2 separate regions of the Anas platyrhynchos genome follow, and region 2 is linked to region 1. A link is a contact called in public Hi-C data. All regions are on one chromosome and are shown on one strand. The core of a region is the stretch at or near the end of the contact, and the rest is flanking DNA. Distances in the headings are between cores, read along the strand shown.

Evidence for each region. A called contact is a pair of places that touch in the nucleus more often than the background predicts.
Region 2: a contact with region 1 is called in a Hi-C map of subcutaneous adipose tissue, with 2.7 times the contacts expected there. The contact joins the enhancer-like site here to the promoter of TAFA1 in region 1. A contact is called at or near these places in 3 of 8 Hi-C or Micro-C datasets (F1 follicle, liver and subcutaneous adipose tissue).

Annotation. Positions count from the first base shown.
Region 1 is chr13:5,870,258-5,876,408 of IASCAAS_PekinDuck_T2T, forward strand. It overlaps TAFA1 (TAFA chemokine like family member 1), which reads right to left and starts at 3,697. Exons shown (of 7, transcript XM_072044368.1): 1 at 2,963-3,697.
Region 2 is chr13:6,061,011-6,067,161 of IASCAAS_PekinDuck_T2T, forward strand. SUCLG2 (succinate-CoA ligase GDP-forming subunit beta) reads left to right here. Exons shown (of 11, transcript XM_027467515.3): 10 at 6,119-6,151. Among named protein-coding and RNA genes, the nearest start is that of SUCLG2, 100 kb to the left of the region's middle. Within about 2 kb of position 3,106, at least 1 of the 8 cell types and tissues checked has an H3K27ac peak or open chromatin away from gene starts, as enhancers often do.

The DNA of each region.
Region 1 (6,151 bases), core at 2,447-4,946:
TCTGAGTAAGGAATTAGTGCATGAAATGAGCATGGAGAAAATCATATACTGTTCTGCCTTTGCTTCAAAACAGGTTGGTTGATTGACAGCCAACCCTATATAATAATTCCTTCCAGGCAGATGGCAAGATCACGATTTGCTCTTCAGTTGCAATTTTCTGCTGCCTCGCACAAGCAACCTAGCTACATGATCTACCAATAAGAAGGGTCTGGGCTGCTTTGTATAAGTTTTACAATACTCACATCAAAACATATGGATTAATATTGTGACTAGTTCTCGTATTCCATTTTGTAAAAATTTGCCTTGAATTTGCCTCCAACATTTCCTAGCTGATCGTATGTAGATAATAGCTTCAGAAATCCACACAAAAGCAACTTGTAAATTGCTCCACCACCCCTGACAGACAATACTCTTTTGAACGTTTGCGTAGGTGTTGAAAATCTTGCCATACATCTCAAGCTCTCTCAGCGCATATTGTTTTTAGGCTGCCATCTGCTAATGCACAGTTCTACCCTAAGAGAGATGCAGGAGTGCTCCAGCCTCCAGTCTGTTCTGTTTTCAGATTTACTCTTTTATTTCTTCCAATTCCCAGTGCTCAGATTGTGCCATTTGTAACCCCGACTGTAGCAACAAAGTTCAAGAGACACATCCACATCACTGCTAATTTTCAGTGATAAAGAACATGTATTGAGCGGGTATCCAGGCAGTTGTTTTAATGAACCAAAGCAACGCTTCACACAGTTGTGTCCCTGGAAGAAAATTCATTTGTCTCTGTGTCATTTGGTATGCATGTGGAGAGGTGCAGGGCTGATCAGGAAGTTTTGAAGTACCCATTTTCAGTGTACGTATACCAAAAGCATGTGTATTGAGTTGGTGGCAAAGAAAGAAGACAACACCCAAAGATATAACGTGGGTAACATCTTGAACAAAGCAAGCATGCACATCACAGTGCAGAATGTCGGGAACTAATTATCATAGCAAATAAGGAATGATGAACATTATACTTGACTGATTTTGTACTTCACTGAAATTGTCAACAGTGCTCTTTGTCTGACTGCTGATTTTGCTTCACTCCCAAGCACATCTGCAAAATTAATAAGATGATATTTTTTGTTTGTTTGTTTTTGTTTGGAAACAAATTTATAATGGATAATTTCAGTTAAGCTTGCTATGCGGGATCCATCACTAAAATATACTGGAAGCTACAAATTTAACTGTAGGAAACTGAGGAGTATGTTATCGCTTGCCAGCTGAAATTTATCTGCTTTGATCCTTTTTTTATATTCTTCTTCTCCCACACACCTCTTTTACTATCCCACCTTCTTCTCAGGTTTTCAAAGATTTTGTTGTCATTTACTTTGGAATAAAATACTAGATTTTGTTGGCATTGTAGGCTCTGTACATCAAATTGTTGTTCGTGTCACACTGAATTCTGTGCGCCAAGAAGAGAAGTCAGAATAAGTAAGCATACACAATGGCACAGAAATCTTTCTCATATTGCTTGCAAAACATGAAAATGAATAAAAGAGGACTAAGATAAGAAAACAGAGATTGAAAAATGAAAATATAAAGAGGTATATGTTTTAAAGAGGCTCAACTAGTAGTTTTGGTTCTTTTTTTCAGCTTGTACAGCAATTCTCTCTCATTCTCTAAATTGGACAAAACTAGTATGTCAGACTTAGGCTATATGTTTTCCTTGGGTCCAGTAATCAAGGTAAAGCAGAACAGTTTTTTCCATTGAAAAAAAAAATAAAATCTTTTTACATCTAAGCAACAGCAGTAATTTTTGTTTCTTCTACCTATGCTCCAGCAAAAGACTGCAACTGCCTTAAATGCCTTTTTTTTACATGCTTTCAGTTGCTAGAGATATAAACTCTCTTTCCAAAGTATGACAGATGAATTCTCATGCCATGAAATATGATACCTTTCAAAGGGCCTGAAAGCAACTAATAGATTTGCAGGAAAATGCTAAAAATTAGCTTAATGTTGCGTAAATAAAGATATTTATGCAACCTGAAATGAAATTCCACCACAAGCAGAAAACTAGGTCCTACTTATGATTCCAAAGCCTTCTTCTGACAGCTTACTCTCTAATGGACTTAGGGTCATTTGATGGTCTTCTGAATCTCACCTGACAGAGTCATCATAGCAAAATTTTAAATATGAATAATTTGGGGGGCAGCATAATATCTGTTTGACTCCTCCTTTCACTTCCCACAGGGGGCTGAAAAATGTTAAACTCTCCTCTTCACAATTAAATTCATGAAACACTTAAATTCTATGGCAGCCAGACACCAAGGAACAGGAAAATCTTTTCATCTCATAATGTTTTAGAGCCCCTAGGCAAATGTAAACAGTGTATGCTGTGATAGTAGAAGGATTTATTGCTCCTGCTGAACAGAGAATCTGCTGATTTATTTCTAATTCCAATAGATTTTTTAGGGTAATTTAAAATTATTTATTGCAGAATTTTGTTGGAGTTATTATTAAGGAAGTTTGAACATACCAGACCCATTTGTGTGGAAATACATTTTAAACAAAAAGACACGGAACCCAAATCAATCTGTATTGAGCTGGCCTGTAACAGTGAATCATTATTGCACTCTCTCTCCTGCTGGAGCGTAAAAGAGGGTTAGAGCTGCCTTGCACAGCACAGCTCCTGGAGTCCAAGCAGCATTTTATGGGCCCCCACCGAAGGTGCTGCTCTACCAAACTCAAGCTTAGGCATAGAATTGTCTAAGTCACTTTTATATTCTTGCAAACATTTTACCCAAGACTGGTTTCATTGATTTTGCTGAGAAAAACGTCACTAAGCTGTGTAACACTCAAGTGCCGTTTTAACCACTCGTTTACAGAGGACTCAGAGTGACAAAGGTTACCATTTCAAATCGGTACATCCCTGTTACTATATCAAATTCATAGAAACATTAGTGAAAATATGACTTTATGTCTTGCCACTTACTTTCACAGTAGGCACTTAGCTTTCCTGGAGTGCACTCCTGTGCTGCAGCCGTACTCAGCAACCTTGGGAACTGGTTGGAAAGCTGGAGGAGAGTAAATGCACTTCCATGGCAGAGGCTGAGCCACCGGTTAGCAGCGGATGTGTGCTTGTGGGAACAGCCACCCACACACTAAGCATCTGTCTCAGAGGATATTCAGGCTCCAGCAATGGGCTGTCACCTTGTGTCTTCTTAGCTTTTGGTCCTTTCCAATCTGGCTCCTGTTGCAGTCTGTGGGTTAGTGCTTTGGGCAGAAGCCACCTCCTTTATGTCTATGTGTATGAGAGCAAGCACAAGAAGGCTGATCTGTGTCAGAGCTTGCAGTCACTCCACAGCACAGCTAAAGAAAATCATTAGGAGTTGTAATCTGATCATCAATCATATTTGCCAGCTCATCACCTCTGTTTCCACTAAAAGGTGCTTGAACATCACATAGGTAATTAAAAATCCTTCTTGGTGTCTTTTTTACCTTCTATGCTTATTTAGGAAACTTGTTTAAAAAATATACAATTTCTGAATTTCTCTTCAAAGATGCCACTGAATCAACTCCAGACTGTCTGCCAAGCTGGCATACCACTGAGAGTGGAAGCTCTTTGCTTTGGCTAACTTGAAGATCTTGAACCACATCTCAGATAAATGCTGTGGAGAATCAATTTTCAATTTCCTGCTCCACGTTGGACATATATTTAAATACTCACTACTTCTGGCACCTGGAAAGAAACCAACAATAAAATCAAATGATCAAACTATTCACCTGATAAGAGAAAAATCTGCAATAAATCAAGCAAACAGGAGATTCAGACATGAGCCCGAAGGCTAAATTGTGTCAGCACTGATATAAAAGTAATGCCATGATCTTACTGTCTTTTTGACAATATCTAGCTACTCAATAGTTGTTTTGTCTAAACCAAGATATTTCTGTAGAATTCATAGTTCATTTTAAAGATCTTATTCCTTAGTGGAAGGGGAGAAATGGATAAAGTTCTTAATAAGGTTAAAATCAGAGAAAGTGTTGAGAATGTGTTATTTAGAAAAACAGATTCAGACAAAGGAATGAGAACATCTGGTCTTATGAGAGCGATACTGGAGGAGCTGATGTTCCTGGAAACAGTGAAAGTTCAGTCAATGTTCATGACCAGACTTTTATGCTCACAGCAAACTCTACACCTTACTGTATGTAGCTATTAGGGTGAGAATCTCAGCAGTGTACAGTTTTGCCTGCTTGCCTTTATTTTTCTCCATCTGCAATGTCCTTAATAATAATAATAATAGATTAAATATACAGCCCTGAAGAAAATTCATACCTGAAACAAGGACGTTGGAAAGATTCATGTGAAAAGACTCATATCATTTTTGGCTGTTCTATTTGAACAAAATTTTAACAAATAGATCAGTGTTCCCTGAGAATATTAAAATGTTACCAAGTGAGAAACGGTGCATTTTGGCTCAGCCTCTAAACAGACCAGCAAATGCATCTTGCTGCATTCAGAAGGCAAAATATTAATTATGCCCACGGAAAATCATAGCTGTGAGAATATATTAAACTGGAATAGACTAACTAGGAAGGATGATAGCAAAAAAATCATGGCACCTATAATCATCCTCCAGTCTTGCAAGATATTGCTGCTTTAAGGGACTCAGAAGGGTAAAACGCCTCCCTTTTACCAACTGTTGTCAGGCTGTTCCTGGGAGTAGCTGAAGGAAAGAATGAACAAATACTTTTCTCTGCAATGTTCTGACTGTAGGAACCTGTAAAACACTTCCTTGAAGTCAGTGATTGCAAACTGAAGAGGGGAAGCCATGCAAACAGTATTAAACCTGTGTCTCTGGAAGGTTTTACTCCCAGCTAACCTGTTCCTGCAGCTGGTCCAGACAGCTGCCGTGCTGGGAGTCTTCTCCAGTCTGCAGTGAGACATCAGCATCTTGCAAAGAGAAAACAAAGAGAATGACAACATATAAGCTCATCTTGTTGCAACTGTTCAGGAGGGAAAGGGGTATGCAGCAAACAAAATAATAGGCAGGCTGGTGTCAACTGCTGAATATTTTTTTGTTTTGTTTTCATAGTTGTGAGACTAGAATTGGAAAAATTAATTGGGTTCCCATTTTACCCTTACTCTGTGAAAAATGCATGAGCAACTATGGTCAAAAATGCCAATAATAGTAATAGCAATTGTAATAATAAAGATGACAGGAATTGCCTGAAAACAAATAATTTGCACGTTAGAGATTTTCAAAATTCCTACCTAAAAGACTTTGGAGACTGTTTCTTGCGGAATGAGAGAACTTCCTTTTTGGTAGAGTTAACCAGGAGTTAGACATATGTCTTTCTGTGTGGTACCCCTGCAAGACAGCAGAGCATGGCTCCATATTTCTGTGGATCTGAGGGAAAGGATCGGCTACATGCTGGTAAACTGCTGCCTGTGCTATACCTTCCCCTCCCATCTCTGTGCACCCTATCCACTGATTTCCTTGTTTGCAGGTTCAGATATTGCCAGTGCAAATGCAAGAAAAGAAGTGGCTCTGCCAAAAGAAGGATAAAAGGAAGGAGGCCCATCAGTGTTCCAGCTTGGCTTTGCTTATCCACATTACATCATCCCTTGAGTTTAAAATATGTTCTGCAATTTTTTACAGAGAAGAGGTTTGGAAAGCTGTACACCAATTCCACTCTCACAGAGACTAATATTGAAGCTCCCATTGCTTAAGAAGAATGAGCTCTCCATCAGCACTCTGAAAATCCCACCCTTCTGTTGCAATGCCTTCGCTGGCCTTGAAAACAGTGTCATGCAAGTTATTTGAAAATGCCCCTCTTTGGTAAGGGGTGACAGCACTGACATAGGAGAGGACTCTGGCACCAGCATGGGCAGACTCAGCCGTCTCTTCATCTGGAGCAGCATGTACTCTGCGAGCAGCTGCAAGAGCTACTGAGGGACTTTGTGCATCAGAGCCACCTTAGCCTGAAGATGGGTGCAGAACACAGCCCCAGCAGAAGAAATTATTGTCTCAGTTCTACTGATATCAGTGGCATATGGGGCGTTGATGTAGTTAAGGAAGAAATCTAATTCAAAGTCATTTGGCTGTACGGATAATTTAACCATCCTGGTATTACTGAGTGATTATGTATATTTGAAAAAGAGAAAAGCAAATACCCAAAG
Region 2 (6,151 bases), core at 1,856-4,355, 190 kb after region 1:
GACATTAAGGACTACTATAAAGGTAGCACATAGTATAGTTTCTCTGAGAATCTAAATCTTAAGTGCAGAGGCAAAATTCAGTAAATAATGGATCAATCTGAATAAACCTTTTACAGTCATTCTACTGTATAAACCCATTTTAGGTAAGTGGATTTGGAGGGTATGTATAACCTATTATATGGTGCAGTCAAATAACATGAATTCCCAAAGTATTTAATGACCAGTGCTTACCAAATATACCTGTGAGATCGGTGGCATGTGCGTGCCTTGTTTTTGCTTCCATGAAATCCCCCAAATCAGACCTAAACATGCAGCTATGCTGGATTCTGGGTGCACAAACAGAAATTTAAATGAAATCTGAAATACTGCACCCTCATCCTATGCAGAAGAACTGATCGTGTGTGTTGTTTTGCTCTTGCAATATGCAGTCGTGTAAGTAGTCCTCATCCCTTCATCTTATTTTGATCTGCGTTCTGATCGGCTTATCCAGGGACTTGATCTCCTTGAAGCTCGTATATTTAAATGATAGTCGGAACAAATTTAATTTATGCTCTTTTATTCCTTGTACCCATGATCTCATAGAAAACTTATCCCCTTATATTGGCACCAAAAATTCAATTGTTTTAGGAACTGACAGGTGCATTCCATCCCCAAAACAGTGCTAAAAGCTGTTGTTTTGATGCTCAAGTACAGTTTAGAATAGTACTTCATGGCCTCAACATTTTTCTTTCCCTCTCTTCCTTACTCTTGTAAGGACTGAGGTGTCCCTGGTGGTCCATCCTGAGCTGTCTTTGGTGTCAGAGCCCTCCCCTGCTTACCTGAATGCTTTTCTCACCCCGTCAAGGGGCCACAAACATGATATGATTTATTGGCAGAATATCATTGCTGAATGATTTTCAAACCAGCAAAATCCAATGCAATTGTGTCCTGTTCTAGATCCTGAATTTGCAATAAACAACAAAATCTCAAGACCGTAGGCTATTTTGGTGCATCAGAAGCTGAGAATGAAAAATTTTGATTTTTCAGAAATGTGGTGTTTGGGATTTTTACTGTGTCACCAAAGGAGTTGCATTGCTAAAAGGGCTTTCCCCCAGTGCTGTACTGGTGTGCAGGCCAGAGGCTGCCATCTCACCAGCTGTGCAAGAAGAGGGCATAACATACAACAACTGGGGGTAGCAGAAACCAGGCATTCACTCTCAGAGAGACTTAGGTTCCTCAGGACCTCTCAAATAGAAGCCAAAAAATAGCATTGGAGAAAATACTTAATGTGCTTTTCCTACCTGTCAGCCAGCCTTCCATTCCTACTGAAAGAACATCTGAATTTTGTTTCGGGGATTCATCAGAGTTCCTGTCCTGCAGTGATATTATGGCACATTACTAATAAATTTTAAACCCTGGCCCATTTTAAAATAGTCAAAAACATTCAAAATTGCATGGTATTAATATTTTTTGACTGCAAGCATTCTTGCATTGCTTCTAGATGACTCATCCTTCTTAATTTTATCACCTCCAGACTTTGAAAGTTCCATCCCAAAGATGCAAAATATTATTTTGCTTCTCGTTTTATAAAGTAAAATAAGATGGTTTGACTTTAAGCAGAAAAAAAATAACCCTGCTCTTCTCTCAAGGGGGATTTTGATATTCCCTTTCCACATTGAGTTGCACTGTCCTCTAGTGGAGATTTTAAGCAATTGTTTCTGTATTTGTGGCTCTTTCTCCCACTCCAATACAGTAGATTTAATCTTTATTTGCAAATGAACCATAAATGTTGCCTTATATAAAAAAACAGTGGATTACAGTAAGATTTAAAAACTGGATAAGAAAAAGTTATATTTGACCTGCAGTCCAATTTATAGTAATACAGGGACATTTAAAAATGTTTGTCTGACTTATCAGTTGGAGCAGAAGGGTGGAGTAAGGACGCAAATTTACGGCATCTGGTTTTTGTTGTGTGGTATTGAAAGTTGCAGGTAATCTGCTTCTCTCACATTGACACAAATGCAGTAAGGTGTGAATAAATGAATAATAAAGGCCAGTGGAAAAATAAGAAGGATTAAATGCACCTTATTAGATTGAAAATGAAGAACTACATGTCCCACTTCATCCATGGCTTTGTTTTATTTCTCTCACTATTGCCTGAGAGTATGCTGCAGGCGTGCTTTTCTTTTTTGTTTTCTGGCAACTTCATGGATTAGTTTGGTTAAAAAAAATAAATTTATTTTTTGAGGATATAAAATTAGACCCTGCTCACTAGAAGGACTGGGAGATATGATGCATGTTTTAACCTCAGAGAGCACTAGGAGCCTCCAGGCAAGAGCACGTTAGCCAACTGTAGCATGCGAAGCAACTGCTTCAATGTAGATGTGACCCGTGCCATCCAGGAGAAGAGATCTTGACAAATGTAGGCTGTTTCATATGTCTGGGTACGTTTTTAGCTGATGAAAGAGTTATGATGATGGGAGTGGTCAGAGCCTGAATTTAGTTAGCTTGAGATGTAAAGGTGTTTTTTCAGATTTCAGTCAAAGCAAACTGTAAGCAAGCGATTTCCTGGTGTAGCTTTTAATTTGCTGCAGATGTGATTTTACTGACAGTTGCTGAATAGCTTCTTTTCAACTAAAATAAATGGATTGAGCTTCAGAGCAACAATTTACAGCAGGGTCAGATTGTATTGGTGATTTTATAATAATATTTATAGTTCCTGGTATTCATGTATCCCTGTGTGCGTATAAGGGAAAAAGATGCATACCAAGTCACTAAGACTTGTGTCTGACACTGCTAATAGGTGGAAAACTGTTGCAAACCTTTCATGCTGTCATCGGTTTAGATGATGATTTGTGTTTTTTTGGGGAGACATTCTCATAAAAAGTACACTAACAGAAATTTGGTTTTAGGGGATTTGAATATTAGAATAATTACATTTTTGAGCTATTTCTGTTGGACACCATGAAGTATTTTGTTTTATGGTAAAATACATTTTAAAAACCAACAACTTACGTTCCAATATACATTTTCAGTAATATTCAGAAGAGACCTGAGCTGTACAGTCATGGTCTTGGTGATTTGGGGGGTTGGACAGCTGAGGTTTTGCCCACACATTTTTTGCATGCCTATTCTGATCCTGAAAAGTAACAGCTGAGGAAAAGATTTCACAACTGACATGAGCCTGTGTTAACAGGGAAGGTTATTCCCACTCCATCCCAGGCCCTAACAGCAGTCAAGGGCTCTCCCTCGCCTCAGGGCGGGTGTTGTGTGTCTGTGGGCTTGGTGGGCATCCATCACGGATGCTACTCCGAGCACAGGGGAGGTGCGAGGCCGCCCTCTTTGGTGGCTGCCCATGCTTAGACTGTCTTAAAGCAATTATCAGATCTCGGGTTAGTTTGCAGTTGTGTTGGGATTGGTGTTTTATGTGAGATTCAGAGTTTGACCAGGTATGAAACTTCTGCCATCACTCAGCGCTGCAGTGCGTTGCTCTCTGAAGTCTGTTCTTGTTGTTTTGTGGCGGTAACAGAGGTGGAAAATGAAAGAGCAAGCACAACTTGTAAGTGTCAAGGTTTTGGCCTCTCTATGTTTGCATATAGATGTGTGGTGTTAGTGCAGAAGGATGTTGAGCAGACTGGAGTGCAGAGCTGCAGACAGCGAGACGGCCTGCATATAGATTTCTAAATGGGCTTTAGGAAAGGTGGAGTGCTTTATAGGTGCTGCCTGGAGTCATCCTGAAGTGTACAGTGACCTGATGTCATTGTGCGTTTTGTTAAGGCCTAAGAACATTTTAGAATAATAATAATAAAATACAGTAAATGCAGTTTTCAAGTGCAGGCAGGTATGTGAAGCTGTTCTGCTGCACCTGCAATACCCTTAATTGCTTGCAACTGGCAGCCTCGTGGATTATGTCAGTGATCCACAACAAGTCTAACAGCAATCTCTTAGCACAATTACTTCAATTAATACAGAAATACATTTATTTGGGGTACTTTTTTATTCTTGTTGGTGCCAGGTAGAATTGCAGGCTTTGTCAAACCTTGCTAAGGCTTACTTCAACAAAGAATAAGTTGCTGCAAATTCAAATTGTTATTAATAACGCAATAATGATTTTATATAGAAACAGATCTGCGTAAAGTTCCCATCACTCTCGTTTTCCAGCCCTGGTGCTTGGACTGGGCAGACTGCGGGTTGTTACCACCACTGATGGTGATGTCTTAATGCTATTGTGGGTTCCCTTATTTCTCCAGAGGAGTCCATAATCAATTGCGAGTACTTTTGAGGGTGATTTCACATCTGTCAGTTGTTTTGGTGGATGGAAAGAGCCCAACCTGTGGATATACTTGAATTTCCTTAATAATGTTGCTGAAATAAAGTAATTTTATAAGGTATATAGTACTGGGTAGAAATAGTAATTAGAGAAATACTACCAAGTAACCTGTCCTATACTCAACTGTTTGCCCTCTTAATGTAAATTCATGTTCCATATGCATTAGATACCGAGAATGCCAATGCGTAAGAATTCTGATACACAATGGGAGGTTTATTTTTCTTACAGACTTGAATGACACAGAGATCGTGCATTCTCTGTGCACATGAAATACTGAAAACCTTTTCATCCATCTGCTGGGTCTGAATGTTAAAGTTCTTTCAACTAGAAATGCAAGATCCAGTCAGGCTGCAGAAGCATATATAAACAATGTTCATGAATTTCCGAGGAGTTAAGGTGAATCTCAGCATCATTTGAGCTGATCTGTTGGCTTATTTGGAAGATTACAATAAAACCCAAGATTGAATTCTGTACCTGATTCAGTTTCTTATTGATTGAATCCTTTTAGACTCCTCTCTAATTTAACAGTGTATTTTTATTAAAGCCAAGCATACAAACATCAATTATCCAAGCTGCATCTAATTTCCTTCAACATTTTTTTCCTTTTGCTGCCAATGGATTAGAGGACCTGATTAGAATTCAGCTTGAAAGCTGAAAAGCAGATCCTTAAATGAGAATGTCTGCATTAGGAATTAAAATATCTGTACTGAGCATAAAATCCTCCTCCTTATCTCTAATAATGTAAACACCCTTGGTTAAGTTGATCTGTCACATGCCTGGTGCAGTGTCCCTGAATTAGGAGCGTGTATTAGAAAGGGCAAAGCAGTGTCTGGGCTTGTCCTGCTGCTGGAGAGCATCACTAGCCCATTTTAACATCAAAGCACTTTGCAAAGATATCTCCCTACCGTAAGGGTTAATAGCATGAGGGTTTGAACCGCTCTATTTTCCCTTTTTGTGTTTTTACCTCCTAACTCTGAGAATGTTTGCATGTGCCCAGGTAGTTGAAGCAAGGCAGAGAAGGGGCCTTGTAAGGTTTCACCATTGGTAGCTTCTTCCTAGGTAAGGATTCAATAACAACACAAAGGTGTTTACCTGCTGTTATTGCTAGATTTTACTGTCACTGTATTTGATTTCACAGAAATCAAGAGATCCTTTCGAGCTGAGGACCCAGTCTTGTATCCTGTGAAGTATAATTTAGTTGTGAATTGGATGCAGGAATTCGAGTTTCGATAAACTGATGAATAACAGTTTTTCGAGGTTGTTATCAATTAATCTGTATTAATGAATGCTCTTCATTAGATGCCTCTCCTTATTAATTAGAGTTAATTAATTTTACTCCTCTTTATCGAGTCAAGGCAACTATATTACTGTTTCCTTTGCAGTGCTTATGATAAAGCAAGCATCCAAAGTGTACGTGAACACTTCATTGGGTGTGCACACACATCCAGAAAGTGTTTTCTGAGCTCCAGCCTCTGAAGATTCAATACATGAAAAGAAAAAAAAAAATCTAAAATGTGGATTGTTTAATCTGTTTTTATTTTTACTAAAAAGTAGAAATTCCGCTTTTATGTGTAAAGTTTTTATGACATAAATTGCCATTCCAATTTCGACCAAGGCAGTTAATCACTGCTGCATGTTACAGAAGCAGTGCACTCAGAATCAAGTTCTCCAAGCTCTAGATGTGAAGCTCCGAGCAGTCTGTAAATGACGCCCTGTCTAACAGAGGGAAGTTTTTACCCTGCTTTGCATATCTTACCTATGTTTAGTAAAAATATATTAAAAATTTCCCACTCTGTTTCTTCCCTACAGGTTGAAGCAATACTTGTAAACATTTTTGGTGGT